Linked DNA regions of Astyanax mexicanus: region 2 is linked to region 1. Evidence: chromatin contacts called from public Hi-C data. All regions are on one chromosome and are shown on one strand. The core of a region is the stretch at or near the end of the contact, and the rest is flanking DNA. Distances in the headings are between cores, read along the strand shown. Region 1 holds the start of LOC103042331 (radixin). Region 2 overlaps LOC103042331 (radixin).

The links. Hi-C and Micro-C count contacts between places; a contact is called where the count stands out from the background.
Region 2: a contact with region 1 is called in a Hi-C map of blood, with 7 times the contacts expected there. The contact joins the enhancer-like site here to the promoter of LOC103042331 in region 1. A contact is called at or near these places in 3 of 3 Hi-C or Micro-C datasets (blood and muscle).

The regions. Positions count from the first base shown.
Region 1 is chr21:22,851,942-22,857,673 of AstMex3_surface, reverse strand. LOC103042331 (radixin) reads right to left here and starts at 3,054. Exons shown (of 15, transcript XM_022674783.2): 1 at 2,760-3,054.
Region 2 is chr21:22,910,466-22,916,197 of AstMex3_surface, reverse strand. It overlaps LOC103042331 (radixin), which reads right to left. Exons shown (of 15, transcript XM_022674783.2): 7 at 5,179-5,262; 8 at 4,904-5,050; 9 at 1,959-2,055; 10 at 1,330-1,493; 11 at 341-471. Among protein-coding and RNA genes, the nearest start is that of LOC103042331, 59 kb to the right of the region's middle. Within about 2 kb of position 3,512, the one cell type or tissue checked has an H3K27ac peak away from gene starts, as active enhancers do.

The DNA of each region.
Region 1 (5,732 bases), core at 1,805-4,304:
AGAAAATACTGCAGTGTTTGGCCTTTGTTTGCCTACCGAACGACTATGTTTTACACAAAACAGGGTTTAAAAAGAAAAAAAAAAAGTCACACAGAGCAGCAAGGTCAGTGTAACATTTATCAGTTTTCTATTTGGTATGAAAGTAGCAAATTGTAGGAAAGCACTAATGTAGTAATTCTGGGCCAATATCCAACACTACACATGTACATATCTGCTGATGATATACACATTTAGAACCCCAGCATAATTTTAAAACTAAACAAATGAAATTACAGCTGAAATCAATGAATTTTATTGTTGTTAGTTTATTTAAAATTAATAGTGACTTAACAATTACAATTTATTCAATTTTGTGATATTCTTATTTTTGCACTTTGTAACAAAAATCTCACAGTATAATTCAACATCCTTGTTAGAAAATTGAGAAAAATTCATTTTTTAATTTGTGATGAAATTCAGACTGTAAAGAGCTGAAATGAAAATTGTTTTACACACAATATTTTAGTTTTAAATTTAGAAATTTGAGCATTTTATTGATAAACGGTAAACTGAACAAACCGAAGAAATGTTTATAATTTTTAACCCAAATTTCAAGTTTTTCATATCTAGCCCTTTGCAATTGTATTTAAATAATAAAAAAAATCGTAGAAACGTGTATATGCTTGTTTTCAAGATTTTAATGTCTACCACTTTTGTTTGAATTAAATAATATTTAAATCATTTTGGCAATTTGTAACAAAAATCTAACCGTATAATCCAACCTACTTTTGTTACAAGAACAACATTCAGATTGTATGCAAAAATCTGCAAAAAAGTAGTACCCTGATTTGATTAGGGGTGAGCGATAGGGCACCATATTTCAGGGTATGATATTATTCACAATATTCAAAAATGTTGACGATATTGTTGCGTACAATGGCACACCCCTATTTGTTTGTTTATTCGTTTTTATATTTGTTTACTTACTTTCTGCTTTACACACAATTTTCTAGTGAGTAAATGAGAGAAAACTGAAGTGATAAACATTACACTGCTCCAGCAGCAGCAGCAGAGTGTGAACTAGCTAGCTGACACCACATGATGTGCTCCCCTCAGAAACTAACGTTAGGCCACACTGTTGAATTGGACTAGCTGCTAACTTGCTGACTACTGGGTCCTGTGCTCCCCTGAACAGCAGGAGAGAAGAAAATGAAATAAGAGCGAAAGAAAGTGTATATCCACATAAGCGAGAAACTGAATAAACAGTTAAAACAGCACCGAACCTGATTAGCTAGTTAGCTAACCTAGTGTGTAGTCCATGCAGTGTTTAGCACTAGCCCCTAACTTAAAGCTAGCGGGCTAGCTGCCCTCAGTAGCACGGGTGAAGAAAGGTGTGACAGCAGTCAGCTGCCGTATAGATAAAAACAAACATGGCTAAAACTTAATTTACAGGCAGCTCTGTCTCTCAGTGTGGGCCTGCTTGTGTTGGTGGGGAAAATGCATGACATTGCCCCCCTAACCCCCCCTCCTCTCTGCCTCTCCACAAGTTAAAACGGAGCAGAGCAGAGTTAGTCAACTTACCGTTAAACTAATAACGCTGTAAACTCCCTTAGCCACAAAGTGCCGCTATAATCTTTAAGCTAGGTTCCTGTTACTAAGCCGAGTGTTGTAAAAAAAAAGCTTGATTAACTGCCTCACTCTTATAATTGCCAATTTTGAGAAGAAAAGCCCTCAAACAGAAATTAAAGGGATTTGCCACGATATTTCAGGGTATAAAATATCCTGCACGATATTCAAAAACGTTGTTGATATTATTGCCTGTAATACGATATGGTACACGCATATATAGCTCTGGAAAAATAAACGTTTTTGAATCATTTTTTTCTGACTTTGCTATTTATAGGCATATGTTTGATTAAAATCGATTCTATAAACTGCAGACAACATTTATCCAAAATTCCAAATAAAAATATTGTCATTTAGAGCATTCATGCAGTTTCCATGCATCTTGGCATGTTCTCCTCCACCAGTCTTACACGCTGCTTTTGGATAATTTTATGCCACTCCTGGTGTAAAAAAAATCAAGCAGTCAGCTTGGTTTGATGGGTTTTCTCATCCATCTTCCTCTTGATTATATTCCAGAGGTTTTTTAATTTGGTAAAATCAAACAAACTCATCAGTGGTATCATTTTTTTTTTGCTTTACATGCAATGTCTAGTGAGTTAATGCGAGAAGACATTACACTGACAACAAACAAACGAACATGGCTAAAACTTCATTTACAGGCAGCTCTGTCTCTCAGTGTGGGCCTGCTTGTGTTGGTGGGGGAAATACATGACATTACCCCCCCCTGTCTCCCTCTCTTTCTCCACTCATTTTCTCTCTCCGCCTCTCCACAAGTTAAAACGGGGCAGAGCAGCGTTAGCTAACTAGTCAACTTACCGTTAAGCTAATAACGCTGTAAACTCCCTCAGCCACAAAGTACCGCTATAATCTTTAAGCTAGGCTCCTGTTACTGAGCCCAGTGTGGTGAAAAAAGCCTGATTAACTGCCTTACTCTTATAATAGCCAACTTTCTGAGGAGAAAAGCCCTCAAAAGGACAGTAAAAGACACGAATTAACTAGTTAACCAAACTAACTAACTAGTTAGTTTGGTTAACTACTTAAGTAGTTAAGTAACTAGTTAGCTAGGTTAGCTTTAAGCTATGCTAAGCTAGGCCAGGTTAGCTAGTCAGGGGAACCAGGGGAACCAGACTCACACACAGCCGATTAAAACTCACCTTGACTAGCGAAGGACTGCGGCTCCTGAACCAGCCTCACACACCACAAATCCTCCACCGAGGTCGAGCCTCACACATAGGCACAGCGCTCTCCCGGCCCCCAGCTGTGGGAGTTCAGGCGTCGCCGTGTGTTCCCGTTGGCACTCTGCCGTGTAACGGCTCGGGGGAAGAGAGGAGCAGAGCTCAGCTGCAGCTACAGATCCAGATCCACCACCGCCGCCTCACTACAGCTCAGCGCGCGCTCGCTCCAACCAACCAACCGTCAATATGGCCGGCGCGAGAGCAGCCAGCAGCAGCAGCAGCACGAGGCGTGGTTCACTTGATAGATGAGAAGGGGAGGAGGAGGGGGAGGAGGAGATGGGGGTATGGAAGAGTATGGAGGGGTTTACTGACTGAATTAAATTTAGCATAGAAATGTATTTATAGAAATTATATCTTTATGTAAATGTTAAGTCTGTGGAAGTCTGTGTATAAATTTTATTTAAATGTATGTGTGAATATGTGAACTAGGGGTGGGCGGTATGGCCCTAAAATAATATCACAATATTTCATGAGATTTTTTCGCGATAACCATACCACAAGAATTATTTCAGGAATACACCTAAAATTAAATTTTATTATTGCATACAATATAATAAAAGATGGCATATTTCTAACTGAGATATTAAAAAAATACAATAATTTTATCATATTTCTAACAAAAGTCTATGATCCAGAATGTAATGATACTAAAAATGCACTCCAAATATCTCCATATATCCAGGACTGAGGCACAATGAATGATACTACACAGATATAATCTGTCTCTAGTAGATATATAATGGGAAATGAGAACAGTGAGAATTTTCCTTTTGCTAAAAACAGCAAAAAAGTTGTACCCTGATGTGATAATTAGGGGTGGGTGACATGGCATGATATTTCAGGGTATTCACAATATTCAAAAAATGTTAGCAATATTATTGTGTACAATGTGATATGGCACACCCCGAATTTAACATTTATATGTATTAGCCAATTTATCTGTTTATGTGATTATTTTTGTCTATATATTAATTATTTTTACTGCCACATAATGTGTGTATGTATATGGGAGAGGGGGGGGGGGGGTCAGAGAGTCCCCATATTAATTTCATATTTCAATATAAATAAAAAATAATCTGCCAGGCTCTGTAATAAGAGTGACATTCTGAAGTCATCAAGACTATAAAAAAACATATAAGGAAGCATACAGTAAACTTTAAAAAAGTGTTAAAGTCTTATATGGGGTACTGTTAACTTGGCACTTGTAACTCTGATGAATCTTGTGCAACAGAGGTCACTCTTGGCCTTCCATTTCTGAGGCAGTCCTGATGAGAGCCAGTTTAATCATAATGTTTTTGTTGGCCTTTTGAGTGCACTTTACTTTTCTAAATAGTTCTTGATATAATATGGATTGGAACATTTCCCCAAATAGGGCTATTCACTGTATACTAACTCTACCTCAATTCAACTGTGTATAAGTCCACTGACAGGCTGACAGACTGTCTGTGTGGTGGCCAATTCGTTGAAATGACCACTCTGCTTCTCCCTGTCCAGTTATATGCACCTCTCAAAATCCGACAAACTGGGCAAAATGTCTTTGTTTTGAAAGGGCAATTACCCAACCCACTCACGAAGACTCACCCTTTTAATAGTAATGCCCCAACAGTAGAAGGTTAAAGACTAGCACATACCCCCTCGCCTCTTATTACATTACAGCTGATGTAGCATCACTGGTAGCCAGTGCTCTCAGAGGAAAGCACAGCGCCCCAGCTCTGATACATCAGCAAGCAGATGCCTGTGCTTACAGACATTTCCATAGACGTGATGGGGGGAGAAAGCACCCTATACCCACCCAGAGACAGCAAGGACAATTGTGCTCTCTCTGAGTCCTGCTGCTGATGGCGTGCAGCATAATGGCAGCACCTGGACTACTCAGAGCCGTATACAATAACTTGACTATAATAAGTTAAGGAAAGGGGCCAAGACCATCTTATGGTTTTGCTAACAAGGCAAATCACATCCTCTGTTTGACTGCAGAAGGTCTTCAGGAAGATGTAGCAGATTCTGGAGTAGATGTATAGGAAGGAAAAAATCCTAACAGGACCCTTTTCAACTGGAATAGCAGATAGGAACCCATAGATGTGTACTTACTTATTGAAACACGTTATCAAATAATCTTGATCTAGAGGGCACACAATTATAATTTATTGCATTAAGAGGCATCCTATTTTAGGCACTTTATAATTTTTCCCACAAGAAAAAAATCAGGCAAAGGGTACTTTGTTTTTTTTTGCCACTCTAGCGGACACTTAAGCAATGCTTTTTCAATCATGGGGCACCAGAGGAGACGGTCATTCCCCCTGCCAACCCCATGAGTCCACCAATAATAAAGAGCATCCCTATTGTTGAAATGCCATTGTTTTTTTTTGTGCTGACAATTGAAAGTCTCCAAACTAGGCTTGTCTTCTCCTGGTTTCTCCAAGCTAAATCTAAAAATTCAATTTCTCTAAGGTATACAATTTAGAAACAGCAACTGTTTCTTAGCACATATGTATTTGTCGTGATTTTTACAGCTGGGCAAGAATATAGAGCATATTTTATTTGCCCTTGTGCTCCCCCTACAGTCCTACAGTGCAATTTACACTTTGAGCCACCACTTTACATACATACTGTACATATAAGTACACATAAATCCTTCCAAATTAAATAATAACATAATAACAATAAGATGAATAATTATAGTCTAAATAATTACGTAAATTTTAAATTACATAGAAGGCTGTGTTTAGAACTTCTATTTTTAGAAAGATATGATGACATAGACTTGGGCAATATGCTATATCGTTTCATGATAAATGTTATTATTGTATCGAGAGTGTGCTTTAATATGCATGTTGAGGATATTTTAAGAGCTTAAAGAACACTAATCCCACTGTGCTTTTCATTACTGAG
Region 2 (5,732 bases), core at 2,263-4,762, 58 kb before region 1:
TGTAATTTGGAAGAAATTTGTCCGGAGTTCATAGAATAAAACACCAATGTTTATTTTACTCAAACATATAGCTATAAATAGCAAAATCAGAGAAACTGATTCAGAAACTTAAGTGGTCTCTTATTTTTTTCTAGAGCCATGTATGTATATATAAATATATTTAAATAAATAGATATTTTAAGCATTAAAATAGTTTTAAATCTGATTATGAATACTGTGATTTTACGCTTATGATTTTATCCTCATTCAGTGGTATATATAAATGAACAGAAACAACAAAGCTTATAAATATCTAATTAGGAGACTTATATACTTGCACATTAACTCAATGCTTTTGTACCTTTCTGTGCCTTTATCGTTTGCTCTTCAATTTGTCTCAGTCGCTCGATCAGCTCGTCCTTCTCACGTTCTATTCTTTCCTTCTCTTTTTCTGCGTGCTCTCGCTTCTTCTTTTCGTTTTCGAGTTGGGCCCTTAAAACAGAGTACAATAGAGGATGTGGTCAGAGATGATATGCTTTGGAAAACACACAACCAGTTGTTTTCGGTTTGATTTCTAGAGAATTTCCACATTTCAGGAAAGGCCATTCACTGCAAGTCAAACACTGCCCTCTAAGGATCATAATAGGCTATGTTCAGACTACCAGTCCAAATCCATATTTATATTCTATTCAGATACATTTTTCTGGAGGCTGAGGTGGCATAAAACACAGTGGATCAACACCAGCAGATGACATGTCTCTCCAAACCATCACTGAGTGTAGAAACTTCACACTAGACCTCGAGCAGTTTGGACTGTGTGTTTCTCCACTCATTCTCCAGACTCTGCTCCCTTGATTTACAAATGCAAAATTTACTGATGATCAGTGATGGTTTGGAGAGACATGTCATCTGCTGGTGTTGATCCACTGTGTTTTATCAAGTCTAAAGTCAGTGAAGTGTTTTCCCACAAAATTTACAGCACTTCATGCTTCCCTCTGCTGACAACTTTTATGGAGATGCGGATGTTATTTTTCAGCAGCACTGCCAAAAGTACCAATTGGTCTTATATAATAATCTAATTTTCTGAGACACTGATTTTTGGGTGTTTCATTGTCTGTAAGCCATAATCATCAACAATAAAAGAAATTAGCGTTTAAAATAGCTCACTCTGTGTGTGTGTAATAGATCTAGATAATATACGAGTTTCACATTTTGAACTGTATTACTGAAATGAATCTAAAATAAATTAAAGTAAAATAAATTTTCAATTATATTCTAATTTTTTCAGATGCCTTCGTGTATATACACAGTATGAATAAATTTGATGATTCTCGTAAAGATTGTGAGTACCTCTCCATCTGTTTCTGGTGTTTTTCCTCTCTTGCCTGGGCCTTCATCTGCTGCACCTCAATGGTGTCTGGTTTTCTTCTCCTCATGTACAGCTCATGATTACCCATGCACAGCGCCAGGATCCGCTTATTGATCCGCAACCGCGGAGCGTAGAAGACAAAATCCTGCAATTACAAGAACAGAGTCGAGTGACCTACAAGCAGCAAGACAATGGTAGGAGTAAACAATATGATATGGTACACATATTTACTGTTAACATTATATAGATTTAATTTTAATCTCCTGGTTTTATTACAGAGATATTAGATGAAGTTATTTACTATTTTTTTTATCTAGTTCTAATCTAGATCTGATATTGATCTATTATGTCTGGGTGGTTGAAAATATTGTGCAACACTACATGTAGCATCATTCATTGTTTTTACAGTATCACCCACTCCAGTAGGCGACACCAGGTTGTATTTAAAGGCTACAGTACATGTAGTGTAATACAGTGCTAATATAATCAGCATTAAATGTACTACATTAATATTCATTAAGACTGTATCTCAATTAAGAATCTTGATTTTTTCAATGCACATTAAAAGTGCTAATTATTTGTAAACTGCTACTCCATACAGAATACTCACTGGTGCCTTCTTGTCAATGGGCTTGATGACGAATTTCTTGTCATTGAAAGAAATGTTACGGATCTCGCTCCAGGGAAAGCCGATCTTTGGTGTGAGTCTGTGGAGAACAGAAAATGAGAGAGATGGTTGTTAGAATTCATGCCTAAATGTATAAGATAAAGATTACCACTATAGTCCTTAAATTAATAGACTGTATTGAGATCCATGACTATACAAGCATAGCTGTGAACAATTATGCATTTTATTCATGCCATGAATTTGACAGACTTTTCAATAGGTTTCATAAAAACAAAACACAAAAAAATAAATAAATATGGTGTGTCTGCAGAGCTCTGACTTCTTGGTTATTTAGTTGAATGGCCTAACCCGGTGTTTACTCTGGCAGGCGTCAAGTCACTTGTGTCGCCCTACGATTGTCTCGTGGTGTGTTCGAGGCAGTTCTTGTTGTCACGAGTGGGTGTGTATTGGTGAGCCTGGTTAGCATACTAGCAAGCTACCTATCGAGCCATCCAATACTTTCTTCCATACTTTTTTCTCCAAACTTTTCCTGTATTTGTGCAAAAATGCATCATATTACTGTATTTTTCACACTAAAAGGTTAACCTAAAATGCTTTAATTTTTCCCAAAAAATGTCAGTTCCCCCTATAATCCTTATGTATGAATTTTACCAGCCCCTAAGCGTGCTAAACAATAGCTCTTTCACCGTTCAGAGGTGAGTATTATCGGACTGTAGTCTCCATGATTACCATGTTATATCAAGCTACTTGGGATGAACCGCTAGCTATTATCACCCTGGCTTACCGGAACACTCAGGGTTCCTCTGTCTAGTGCTATCAGACGCCATTAGGAAAATCTGTAGATAAACGAAAGCGCTTTACTGACAGAAATAAACAGTTTTCAGGAGAGAAATCTGTGTATATTAACATCCAGGGCTTGTTTGACTTTAAAATATATATTTTTTAAGAATTAGAGTTTTGTTACTTAGCTTTGCTTTACTTTACTTACAAAAATCTACTTTACCCTTCAAAATCTAGTAGATCTAGTGGAAAACCTTCTTTCCTTGGACAGCAGAAACAGTTACTCCAAGAAAAGTAGGATTATTTTTTATATGCTTGATTTTTGAGGAAAAAAAAATGAGCAGGTGTTCTATAGGTGCTCTATATTTTTTCCTGTTAATCTGTGAATAAAGAGTTGCATATTAAATTGACAGAGATACTCAATTTTCTGCTCTACAAAGCTTAGCACTTTTTAAGTTGCCTAAAGTGCACTGCACATCTCGTCCTGTAGAGGGCATCAAAATTCAAGCAACCGAAATTCAAACTGGCGCCTTACAGACTGAGACTGTTACCCAATCAGTTGGGTCTATAATAAGCTCCTAATCTGATAGGTAACTTACGGTAAAGTGTGTGAGCTTCCAGTCACTTCTAAATACGATCTTAGGCAGCACAGGTGCGAGACTTCTATTAGTCATGCTGGTAAATCCCGTGGTGGATGGTGCATATATTAATAGTCCTGACTCCTGTTCATTTAATATTGTGTTACATTCATACTTGTACATGTATCTGATACAAGTTAAAAAAGGTCATTCCAGTTCAGCAGCGTTTGGCCTGAAGTGCTGATGCTATAATTTTACAGGAAATGGGATGAGACCCCACAACCACATGCAGTCCTGTATACATAGACGTTTCTTGTAAGGTAGGGTCACGTACGAGTTATCCTCTACCCTCTACACAGGAGGCTCAGGGCCAACACACACATACAGACAAGCGTCCCTGACTGACGCATCCGTGTCCAACCTCTCCCTCTCCTACAGCCAAAAATAACACGCTGCCCTTTGCTGACACACATCCCTACTCCTATCTCACTCCAAAACCCTTTCCTGGAAGACGCTCTCGTTCTGACTAATTCTACGACTCTATGCAGCGTGAAGATGACAGCCTGGCATCGTGCCAAAGATCCTAATCTGGTCTGTGTGGACAAACCGGACCATTACACGCTAAAACAAAAATAGAGTCAGAAGGAAGGAACTGAAACAAATTTATTTCATACAAATAACAATGCAATTTTCAGTTTTAGCACTTTCTAGGAATTCAGTTTATTATTAGTTTATTACAACTTTAATTTAAGAGGTTGAGATAAAGAAAACAAAACTATAAAGCGTTTAGGAATTAAATCATCAGTTAAGCAGGTATAACATCTGGAGCTGATTTGGAAATTGGTACTTTCTGGGGAAAAAAGAGCGCAGTGCTCAGAGCTTGGAAACTTAAAAAGACTTGGATGTTTAACATTCTCAAACAACAGCGTCACTTGATTACTGGATAACATATCAGAGAAGGCACTAATTAACCACAGCACAGAGGACAGGCAATGATCGTGACCAGCAGCTTCTGGCTCCTATTGTCCATGCCAACAGATAAGGAGTAAGGAGGCCTTACATGCATATTCCAGGTCAGCGCTGGATATAAATCTACACAGATTTCTCTCCTAGTCTCAATATTAGCTAGCAGTTCATCCCACTTGGCTTATTTTAACACTGTAAACGAGCAGACTACATTCTGATATACTCCACTCTGAATGGTGAAAGGACTACCGTGGTTTGTGGGTAATGCTAATGCTGCTCCAGCAGTGCTAGCAAGGGTTAGCAGCAGACTACAGTCCGATAATACTCACCTCTGAACAGGGAACTAGCGGTTAGCGTCTAATGCTAATGCTACTCCAGACCCAGTGCTGGAGAACTAAACTGAAACTTCTGTATAACGCTGTACTTCAGTGGAGTGGCTTTACTGCTCCTTACAACCTAACTGGTAAAAGTAATACGTACGACACTCTGGATTATTAAGGGGCACTGACGATTTTGGGGAAAATTTAAGTGCACCTTATAGTGAGAAAAATAAAGTATTCATCAAACGTAGAGCAGTTTTGTGTGGATTGATGTGTAACTCACTTGTCTTCGTGTTCATAAATGTTGAGCCCCAAAGCGTCCACCCCCAGCCACAGCTCCGTCCCCTTCTTATTCTTGATCTCAAAGTAGTTCACGCCGTACATCTCCAGATCCTGAGCAATTTTCAGATACTCCATCATCGAGTCCTCTCTGAAAACACACAACAGACAAAAATCAGACGAGCAAATAACATGCTGCCATGCACTGCCAACAAAGATACTGTTATTAGCTATGGGCTCGTGCATGCGGGTGACGTCTGAAAACAGTAATTACTGTACCTCAGCATGCCTCTGTGCTCCTCATGCCAGGTCTGTATTCTTTCTTCCCACTGTTCTTTAGTCAGCTTGTGTTGCTCTAGAACTCTGAACACAAGAAACAAGGGTTACATTTTGTGCATTTAGAACTCAGCTGCCAGAGCCCTGAGAGAGCACAAATGGCCTTGCTCTCTCTAGGTGGGCAGATGGTGCTCTTTCCCCTCATCACTCCAAAGGGTGATGTCACTCAGCACAAGGAGTCAGTGAGATGATATATCGGATCAGAGTCGCTGCGCTTTCCTCCAAGCACACTGGCTACTCGGCAATGCTACATCAGCAGCAGCTCAAAAATGTGGAAGATGTGTCGGAGGAGGCATGTGCTAGTCTTTACCCTTCTGGCGTAAATAATAAAATGGCTCAAGAAAATACTGTATATTGAACACTGTCTAGTTAACTAGTACAACACTGGATGCTGATGATGTGTCAACAGAATAGCTGGTCAATTTTAGGTTAGTATGGACAAAGGTATTTGGACCCTAGCTAATTCATTATTTTGATTTTTTTTTCTTCAAAGGTAT